Regions from separate parts of the Anser cygnoides genome. Here regions 1 and 3 are each linked to region 2. The links are chromatin contacts, called in public Hi-C maps. All regions are on one chromosome and are shown on one strand. The core of a region is the stretch at or near the end of the contact, and the rest is flanking DNA. Distances in the headings are between cores, read along the strand shown.

What was found. A called contact is a pair of places that touch in the nucleus more often than the background predicts.
Region 1: a Hi-C map of liver shows a contact between it and region 2, with 10 times the contacts expected there. The contact joins the promoter of TAPT1 here to the promoter of CPEB2 in region 2. A contact is called at or near these places in 2 of 7 Hi-C or Micro-C datasets (both in liver).
Region 3: a Hi-C map of liver shows a contact between it and region 2, with 2.3 times the contacts expected there. The contact joins the promoter of BOD1L1 here to the promoter of CPEB2 in region 2. A contact is called at or near these places in 2 of 7 Hi-C or Micro-C datasets (both in liver).

What each region holds. Positions count from the first base shown.
Region 1 is chr4:16,072,294-16,075,485 of Taihu_goose_T2T_genome, reverse strand. TAPT1 (transmembrane anterior posterior transformation 1) reads left to right here and starts at 1,906. Exons shown (of 15, transcript XM_048046954.2): 1 at 1,906-2,219. The coding sequence starts at 1,910.
Region 2 is chr4:15,581,833-15,585,099 of Taihu_goose_T2T_genome, reverse strand. CPEB2 (cytoplasmic polyadenylation element binding protein 2) reads right to left here and starts at 1,615. Exons shown (of 10, transcript XM_048046023.2): 1 at 1-1,615. The coding sequence starts at 1,082.
Region 3 is chr4:15,077,789-15,081,154 of Taihu_goose_T2T_genome, reverse strand. It overlaps BOD1L1 (biorientation of chromosomes in cell division 1 like 1), which reads left to right and starts at 1,291. Exons shown (of 25, transcript XM_066995658.1): 1 at 1,291-1,734; 2 at 1,935-2,059; 3 at 3,339-3,366. The coding sequence starts at 1,522. LOC106033666 (a long non-coding RNA gene) reads right to left here and starts at 1,177. Exons shown (of 2, transcript XR_001205470.3): 1 at 1,006-1,177; 2 at 92-496.

The sequences.
Region 1 (3,192 bases), core at 657-3,156, 490 kb before region 2:
CAAAAGGAATGTAAGGCTCAGGAAAAACATATGCAGGGACTCTGTGGGTAGTAATTTGAGAATATCTGCTCATATGCTTTTGAGGTGTCAAAAATACAAGTGAATTCTTGGCTTAAAATTTCTGCAGTCGTACTATTATTGTGCCTTCAGCTGAACTACTTTGAATGAAAAACTGGAATATTTTGTAAACTAATCGAGGTTATCTTGGGTTAACCCAAGATGCAAAAAAAAATGTATGTGCTGTCACAACCAGTGCAAGGCAATTCATTTGATAGCTTCTCAGTGGGCCCGAAGGAAGACACAGCTGGTTGTTAGAGGATGCTTGATGCTGCAAATGCCTTCATTTGGATAAGATTGATAACGAGGTTGTGACAATTTGTTGTCCTTAAAGATCGTGCAATGCATCTTACAGATAGACATAGCTATTGCACACAGCTGGGAGGAGAGAAGCAGTCTCTCAGGGTGTCATGTAACTTTGCATGGACTGCAGCAGCTTTCCTGCTAAGAGGAATTTTTCAAATATTTTTTAGGGACTTCTGCTCCACATCCTATTTTTCAATTGCTTTTTACACCCACAGAGAAAAGAAGGGAGAAGACAAAACTGTTGATGTATTGTAACTATCATTGTTAGTTCTCTGTTTGATGTTATTATACATTTTAAAAAGCTCTCCATGGCCTGAAAACATCAGGACCTTCATTAATCCTACATGATTTTAGGCATCTAGAAGCATTAATGGCAGTGGAAATGGGCACTTTCAGACCATCCAAGGCCTGAAATGCTCTTTGAGACAACTCTTTGTTCAATTAACTTAGAGGTAGAGTTTTAGAAGAAAACTACGCACACTGTGGTCTTCCAAAGAAAGAATAAAGCACTCCTTGTTTTCCCAGGATAAGTGGCTAAATATTAAGCTGAACGAATCTGGCCTCTGAACGCATGATAAGAACACGAGAAGTGAATGTGAAGGAGATCTTGTACTTGAAATTCAGGCCAGGTATTTTGTCCTTGTGCCCATGTGAATTCCTTCTTCAAACAAGTATTCTGCCTTTACCTTGAGCAACCTACTTCTTATATTCATGTTTACTCCTCTATACATTCTAAGCGCTTTGAAACAGGAACAATTATTATTCATTAATAACCCCGCTATGACCACTGCAACTAACCAATGGCATTTTCAGCCTCGGCACTTCCCAAATTGCAAGAGTTTATGCCGCCTTGAGGGCTGGTTTGGGGGCCGGTTGGGTGTGTTGGTGTTTGTGGTCCCACGGAGCATGGCACAGGTGGTCCAGGACCCGGTGGGCTGCCGTGAGCCCTGGGCACACCAGACGACCGCAGCAGCACCATCCTTCACACAGGCTGGCTCACAGACGGCGTCTCCTTCCGGAGGCCTCCTGCACAAAGTGCCGCACAAACACGGACAGCAGGCCGCTGACCTGAAGTGCGAGGTCAGGTCCAACAAGCACATTGAAGTCCCGTTGGCTTTACAGTTAATAATTCACCTCTCACTTTCCTTTTCCAATCACGGCCTTATTTGTGCAGTGCGGCGTAGATTAATAACCTTAAAGCTGCTTTGCACTACTGCCCCTGAGCCCGCGCGACCTTTCCACGCGCGCCCTTTGCACCAACAAGAAGACACGCAAGACCTCTTCCCTCACACAACCATCTTTATTCCCACCCCACGATATAAACAGAACCCGAATACGCCCCGAGGGCCCCAGCTGGGCGGGGGGAGGCTCGGAGAGGAGGGGGAGGCTCGCAGCGGAGGCATCGCCGGGCTGCCGGCGCGCAAGCGGTTAACGGCGGCGGGGCCGCACAAGATGGCGCCGCGCCGGCTTCGCCCCCGTCCCCGCCCCGCGCTCGGCTCTGTAGCGGCGGCCGGGCCGGGCCGCGCGGCGCCGCCGTCGCACGGTGATGAGTCAGCGGCAGGGGCGCGGCGCGGCGCGGGGCTCGGGGGCGGCCAGCGCGGAGCGGGCGGCGAACATGGCCGGCGTTGCCGACGCCGCCGCGCCGGGGAGCGGCGGGGAAGGGCGGCGCGGCGGCGCCCCGGAGCAGCAGCAGCCGCCGCCGCAGCAGCCGCAGCCCCAGCAGCAGGAGGGCTGCCGCGGGGAGCCCAAGACTCTGTGGGGGAGCAGCGAGCCGCAGGCGGCCCCGCAGCAGCGGACGGAGACGCTGGGCTTCTACGAGAGCGACCGGGGCAGGAAGAAGAAGAGGGGGCTCTCGGGTGAGGAGCGGCGGCGGGGAGGGAGGCGGCGGCCCGAGGGGCTGCGGGGAGCGGGGAGGACCCCGGCGGGGCTGTCCCGGCTCCTCTCAGCCCGGCTGAGGGACCGGGTCAGCCTCAGCGGGTGCCCGAGGCGGGGCTGAGGGCGCTGCCGCCGCCGCCGCCTTCGCGAACTTGGGCGAGAGACTTCAAAAAGTGCGCCGGGGTGCGGGGAGCGGCGTTGTTGGCGGCTCCGTGAGGAGAGGAGGGAAAGGAAGGGCAGGGAACGGGGCTCGGCTGGCGGCTGAGGCCCTTCTGCCCCCTTTGCTTTGCTCTCAGCCGCCCAGCTCGGCCCCATCGGTGAAGCGAAGCTCCTACACTCGCCCCGTCCACCCTCATCTCTTCAGACGAGCGTGTTCATAAAGGGCGATGAGAGCACTGAAGTTTCACCTAGCGCGTTAACCGATCGGTGTCCGGACGCTTTTTTTAAGTTATAAGGGTGTCTGTAACGGGAAAGCTTCGCGCTGATGTTAAAAATGGGGTTGTTAAACCTGCAGCCTGCTGAGGACTGGCTCCGGAGAGCCACAGGGGCAGAGCAGTTCTGTGTCCTCAGCTCCGCTCCTCGGGTCTGGGGCACACAACTTGGCTTTCTTCCTGAGGCACGAAACACGCTTCATCGTTAAACATTGCTTGTTAGGTACACGTAATTATCAACATAATAGTCTTTTCCTCTACTACTGAAAGTAGCTGTGTTATTAGAGCCTTGAAATCCTATGCGGAGTGTTAGAAGAGTTTCTCACTGACTGTGTTTTCCTACCTAATGATTTCACAGGGAAAAATAATAAGAGAAAGTAGATTGACAGTAACGGCCTTTACACAGTTTTATTTACATTTATACTTGAACTGATTATTTTAGGTATCCATCAAGTAACTTCTGAAATTTAGCCCAGCCTCGTTCATAAAAAGTAAAAATTGTCATCTAAATGACATGGTTGAC
Region 2 (3,267 bases), core at 366-2,865:
GAGGTCTGCACCGACCAGGGGGTGCCGAAGCCGGGCAGCGGCGGAGGAGGAGGGGAAGCCGCCGAGGAGGAGCCGCCCCCGCTCTGGTGATGGGGGCTGGGGATCTCCGGGCTCTGCAGGCTGCTGAAGCCAGAGCCCAGCCCGCCGGGCAGGAGGTTCCCGGGGCTGCCCAGCAAGTGGCTGTTCGGGGGGGACTCCATGGGGGGCGGCTTGGCTTTCGCCTGCAGGCGAGGAGGAGACGGCGGCGGCGGCGGATTCAGGCAGGAGGAGGCGGCGGCCACCCCCACATTGGGGTCGGCGGCCACCGGTGCCGGCGGGCAGGAAGGGGCGAGCCGCTCGGAGCCCGCCCGGTGCTCGGCGGGGCTGAGGGGCCGGTGGCGCGGGTAGTCCCCGGGCGGCGGCGGCGGCGGCTCCGGGGGGTGACCGCCGAGGAGCTGGAGCTGCTGCTGCTGCTGTTGCCTGTGCTCCTGCTGCTGGTACTTGTCAGTGGGGTGGCTGAACTGCTGCTGCTGCTGCGGGGGGTGGTGATGATAGTCTGGGGGGTGGTGGTTATTCAGGGGGTGGCTGCTGCCGAGCTGGGCTGGGCTGCTGAGCGGCGGCGGCGGCGGCTGCTGCTTAAACTCTTTCCTCTTCTGGCTCAGCTGAGGAGGCGGCGGCTGCTGCTGCGGTTGCTGCTTGTTTAAATCCTGGTGGGGGCTGAGACTGGGTTTAAAGTCAGAGGAGGGGTGGCCGGGAGGGGGGTGTCCTGATGCGGGGCCGCTGCCCAGCCTCTCGCCGCCCGGCTGCTGCTGCCGCTGCTGCTGTGTCACCCCCAGGAGCAGCTCATCCTGCATGGCGCGGGGATGCGCAGCGGCGGCCGCCGACGGGAACGGCGAGGGCGGCGGCACACCGGACACGCCGCCGCTGGAGGAACCGGTTGCGGTGGGTGAGAAGGGGCAGGAGGAGGAGGAAGAAGAGGAGGAGGAACGAGAGGCGGCTGCCGGGGAGGGGAAGGACCCCGCGTAGCCAGCGCCTCCTACACCCCACGGCGGGCTGGGGCTGCGGCTGGGGGCCGCTGCCGGCGGCAGGCTGCGGTCCCCCATGGGCCGACGGGGGCTGCCCCGGCACCGCGGGGCGAGGACACCCCGCCCGGCTGGAGACAAAGATAATTAATTAATTCACCTGGGGGGGGCCGGGGGGGGGGGTGGCGAGCACTACTGTAGACCACTACGTAAGCCTAAAAATACCCGCTCCCTACAATAAAACCCTTGCCCTAACCTCCGCTGTACTGTTTTTTAAAAAATTGACCGTTTCTACAATAAATAACCCTATTTTATCGTTTTTTTTTCCTCCCCCCCCTCCTGCTTTTCATTTGTTGACCCCCGTCAGGGCAGCCCTTCCCCTCCCAGCCGCGCCCGCCCGCTGGATCATCCCCGAGAGCCCTTGGCAGGTCGCTTCCCCCGGGGCAGGCCACCCCCCCCTTCCCCTTCTTCTTCCTCCTCCTCCTCCCGCTACACAACAGTTCCGGGGCCGGGCACCGACCGCCGGGCTCCGAGCACCGCGCGGGGCGGACAGGAGGCCGGCCGTCCCGCCGCCTCCTTGCCGAAGCGGGGCCCCGCTCCGCTCCCCCCTCCGCCGCCGCCTCCCCCGCCCCCAATACCGGCTGCCGGCCGGCCGCAACCCCCTTAAGAACGCCGGAACATTCGTCATAGTTACGTCACAGCGCGCCCCGCCCCGCCCGCCCGACCTCGGTAATGAGCCGGCTGGTGGCCACGCCTCCCTCATGAATAATGCATGAAGCCGGCAGCCCCGCCCAATCCCGCGGGCCGGGGGGGGGGCTCGCGCCGCCCAACGACGCGAGGCGCCGGCGGGCGGGGTGGGCGCTACCATTATTATAGAGGGGGGATACAAAGGGGGGTTGTGTGGTGGTTCGTTCCGCCGCCTGCCAGCCTCATTTGCATTGACGCAGGCGTGGGGAGGGGGCGGGGCGCGGCGGCACGAGCCGAGGGGCTGGCGAGGACCGGCCGTTATGGCGGCGGGGGGAGCCCAAAGGAGGGGACAGGGGATACAAATAAACGTTGGGGACGTGTCGTGGCTGGGCCTTTTGGGCTCTTCTCCAGGAATCTGTTAGTGGCCGCCGTCAGAAACTGCGTGGCTGCTTTCCGTTGGGCCAGTGGACCCTTGGCCATTGGAAACATCCCTTATTTTTTAAATTGGTGTGGGCTTGTTCTATGTGAATAAAATGCAGATTAAATACTGTGTGTGTGCTCATCTCTGACGTGAACGTGGGTCTGTGTGGGGGTGTATATTTGGGTATCCATGCCACCTTGCAGGGTTACCACACACAGACAATCGCAGCGCAGAAGACTAGCTGATAAATATTTTCCTTCGCTGTATTTCCCCTTAATGCTCCACCATTATTCATTACGTTGGCATCCAGTCTAACTCTGCAGCTGTCTTCCATGTAACTAAACGTAGGGTGCAGACCGAGGCCCTGCCGATGATGGCATGCTAAGGAAATGTTGCTGGCCGAGTACTGGTTGTGCTCTGAATAGCGAGTTGCTTCATGGCCCGGTCCTCACAAACATGGCTCTGGGGAGCTGTAGAACTGGTAGGATCCAGCTTCCCTCTGCCTCTGTGTCATGCGCCTGATGTTCGGTTATGTGCAAGCCTGAACAGAAGCTGTCCTCTACCTGGGGCGTTTGCTGGCATCTGACCAGGGTGGAAGTAGTGCTGTGCTGTTCTCTCCCGCAGCCAGCTGCCTATTGCTAGAAAGTGCATAGGAACTCGTTTATCTATTGTTTTTGTCCCCTCACCTTTAAATTGAGCCCAAATTCTAGAATATCTTCATTCAGAATAGTTATTGAGGTGTCCATGAGCTTTTAACTCATAGAATCATTAAGGCTGGAAGAGACCTTCAAGATCACCTGGTCCAACCTTCCCCCTACCACCAATGTCACCCACTAGACCTTGTCCCTAAGCACCAGATCCAACCTCTCCTTGAACACCCCCAGGGACGGTGACACCACCACCTCCCTGGGCAACCCATTCCAATGCCTGACTGCTCTTTCTGAGAAGAAATGTCTCCTCATTTCCAACCTAAACCTCTGCTGGTGGACAAGAACACTCATACCTTCTATGACACCCTATGTCTACCATGGTAGCTATCTACTCCGATCATGCACGTTTATTAAAACAAGTTTCATGGGGGGAATCTCATCACTTCTTAACCATGTATAAAGTAAGCATCCACTCTGAATTAGTTGGCTCATCTGCAAACAAAAGACA
Region 3 (3,366 bases), core at 42-2,541, 500 kb after region 2:
ACAAAGGCCACAGGTACTCCAGGCTGCCTGTGATGTATGTGAATGGTATGCTGTTCTAGGAAGCAAGAATCTTACTTGTGCTGTTGAAAGGTTTGTTTGTTTTTTTTTAATTTTTCTGCATTATCCTTGAAAAATAAATAACTAAATTGAAGTTGCAGTGCTTTTTCCCAACAAAAAAAAAAATGAAGATGTTGCTAACTTCCCAGTGATGTCTGAATTTTTCATCTACTCTCATGGTCACACACAATTTCTAAAATCAGTAATGCATTTACAGAAATGATACCCCTGAGTTCTGCACTTTCTGGCTTACAGCTACATGGCCTTTAGTCACCATTTGTAAAACTTTTCTTTATTGAGAAAAGATGTAACAGAGCCAGCAGACCTCACGTTGGCATATGTGGGTAGGGGCTGTACCAGGCTCCAAGCTGCAGACTTTGCGATCCTCCTACATTTTGATGGTTTAATCCTTCATGAGGTCTATGTAGAAAGTATGAAACTAGAAAGAAAGGCCAGATTTTAATTACATATGCACCCACAGATCAACAACTCACAATACTCTTAAATATGCCAGATGTAGTTCGTTCTGTGGAGTTGCAAACCATCTAGAAGTACTTATTTCTCAGCAGGAAAACTAGGGGCAAGTTTTATACTTCTGCCATTTTCAAGTGTGCAATAACAACCCCGAGGCTCTTGCCTTTATAGTCAGATATATAATGATTACTAGAGATTGCAATTTCTAATGGCCGTAGCTGCACAAGACCTCCACTCCTCACACCACAAACCTTGTGTAACTGAAATATTAGTACTACCAAATCTCCTTTTTTAGGCTGCAAGCCGGTCTCTGGTGTACTTTTATGTATTTTTGTAATTTTCTTATGTATCGTGGGGAGGACAGATCAGCCTCTTATAGCAGGAACAGCGAAGAACCGAAGCACACCCGGCACTGTCCCCCCCGTTCCCATGCCAGATACGAGGACATTACCCTCCCCGTTTCTCCATATCTACCGTTCCCTCACAGAAAGCCGCTAAAACCGCGCATTTAAACCCCCAGGGCACAGCACGACGTCCTCACACGGCTCCCTCGGCCCCGCCCCCTCCCCAACGGCCGCCCCCGCCATGATGGCGGCCGGCGCAGGAAGGGGCGGGGCGGGGCGGGGCGCGGCCGGGAGCGCGCAGCGCGGCGCGGGGCGGGCGGCAGGGCCGGGGCGGGGGGGGGGGGGGCGGCGCGCGCCGCGCCCGCCCGGGAAGGGGGGGGGGGGGGGGGGGGGGGGGGGGGGCAGCGGCGACTGAGTGCCGCCGTTCCCCCTCCCCGCCCCGCCGCTGTCCGCCCGTGGCCCCGCCCCCTCCGAGGGCCCGGCGGCGGTCGCATGGCGCCGCCGCCGCTTCCCTTCCCTTCCCCTGCGGCCGCCTCTCGCTTCCTCCCTCCGTTCCCTTTCGCTTCCGGGGTCAGAGCCGCCGCGGCTGCCGCTCGGGAGCGAGCCCGGTCCCGCGGCCCGGCCGGCAGCGCCGGCAGCCGCCGCCATGGCCAGCAACCCGCAGCCGCAGCCCCCGCCGCCGCCGCCGCCCCCGCCGCCGCCGCCCCCTCAGCAGCCGCCGCCGCTGCCGGGGGCCGGGGCGGCGGCGGGGGGCGGCGCGGCGGAGCCCGAGCTGGTCTCCATGATCGTCAGCCACCTCAAGAGCCAGGGGCTCTTCGACCAGTTCCGCCGCGACTGCCTGGCCGACGTGGACACCAAGGTAACGGGGCGGGGAGGGCGGCGGGGACGCGGCTGAGGGGATCGCCGGCATTCGGGGCGGTCAGGGGGAGCGAGGGGCGCTGCCCCGCCGCCGGGCTGCCCCCTCTGACGATGTTCTCCTCAGCACACCGTGCTCTGGGGGTAGGCGTGTGCCACCTCTCAGCTTTGTCTCCCTCGTTTTCGGCCGCTTTCCCTCCTCAGCCCGCCTATCAGAATCTGAGGCAGCGCGTGGACAACTTTGTTTCCAACCATCTGGCCACGCACACCTGGAGCCCCCACCTCAACAAGAACCAGCTGAGGAATAACATCAGGCAGCAGGTGCTCAAGTAAGTGGTGCCACTCGCCGTGCTCCCTTCGGACACACCGGTGCTGCGTGGCGGGTGGCTGAGGCGCTAGGTCAGCTGTAAACTGTCCCCTTTCTTTAAAGAGACTCCTGAAGAAGGTTCTGTCGTTGTTTTTTAAAGCTGGTGGTATTTCCGTTAACGGTTCACCATCAGCACTAGCCAGAGTTAGGCTTCAAATGTTATTTTGTCTGATCCAAGTTGAGCCAAGGATGGAAAGCTTAGTTTTGACTTGGGGTATAACATTCTAGTTAAAGATTAACTTTCCTGTCTCTTTTCAGTCAGAAATTAGTAAAATTACTACTGTCATCAAGTTTTGAGCTGAGGAAGTTAATAGGGTTTGACAGATCAAGCTCTGCAGAGTGCAAAGTGAAATTCACAAAATAAGAAACTGGATGCAAATCTGTTATGAGAAGAGCTTTTGCAGAACCGCTGTCATGTCAAACTGATGTCAAACACTTACCTCATGTTTGATTATTTCATTAGCATCCCTTTAGTTTTACTTGTCAGAAAGTAGTCATAAGAATCATCGGAAAGTTTCTTCAAGGGAGCCTGAGTTTGGTCACTGAGCTGGGTCAAATAAGGTATTAGTGAGCAAATGTGTTCAGTTATGGTGTAGCGATACCTTTGGTGACTGGTACAGAGGATCTGGGGATTTTTAAATAAGCAATGGGGATAATAGGCAGCATAGTCTTCCCTGGAACATACGAGGTTCTAGAGAAAACCCTTAGCTAAAAAGTTCTCTGTCATTTATTTTATTTTTTTACTTAGCATTAAGGGTGTTCTGTAAAGCTGTAAAAACTCTGAGGTGTCACCCTGTATTGTGCAAAAGGTAAATTAGGGCAGTGATGACTGGTCTGGTATTCATCTGTCCCTCATGCCTTCTTGAGTGTGTTTGTTTTATGCTAAGGGAGTTGATAAGATCAGGTTTCTTTTTTTCCCACAAAAGTCACTTTTATAATTAGCTAATACTTGTAGGCATCACCACTAGTGATGTAACCACGGGCCATTTGTTATGTTAGTTCCATGTGATTGGATCACTTTATTTCTTTACTTTTTTTTTTTTTTTTTAGTTCATAAGGCGATAGAGAGAGCAGTGGAAATACAGGTAGCTGGCTAAGTGCACTCCTGCAGCGATATTCAAAAACATTGGTGCTTCACTTGAAGTGTTTAAGAGAGTTTACGTTATTTAAATGAGCATTTATCATGAAGATGTTCTCTAAAAAGTCATTTTTGATTAAGTATTAATGTAACTTTGTTCCAGGTCTGGAATGTTGGAATCTGGAATTGAC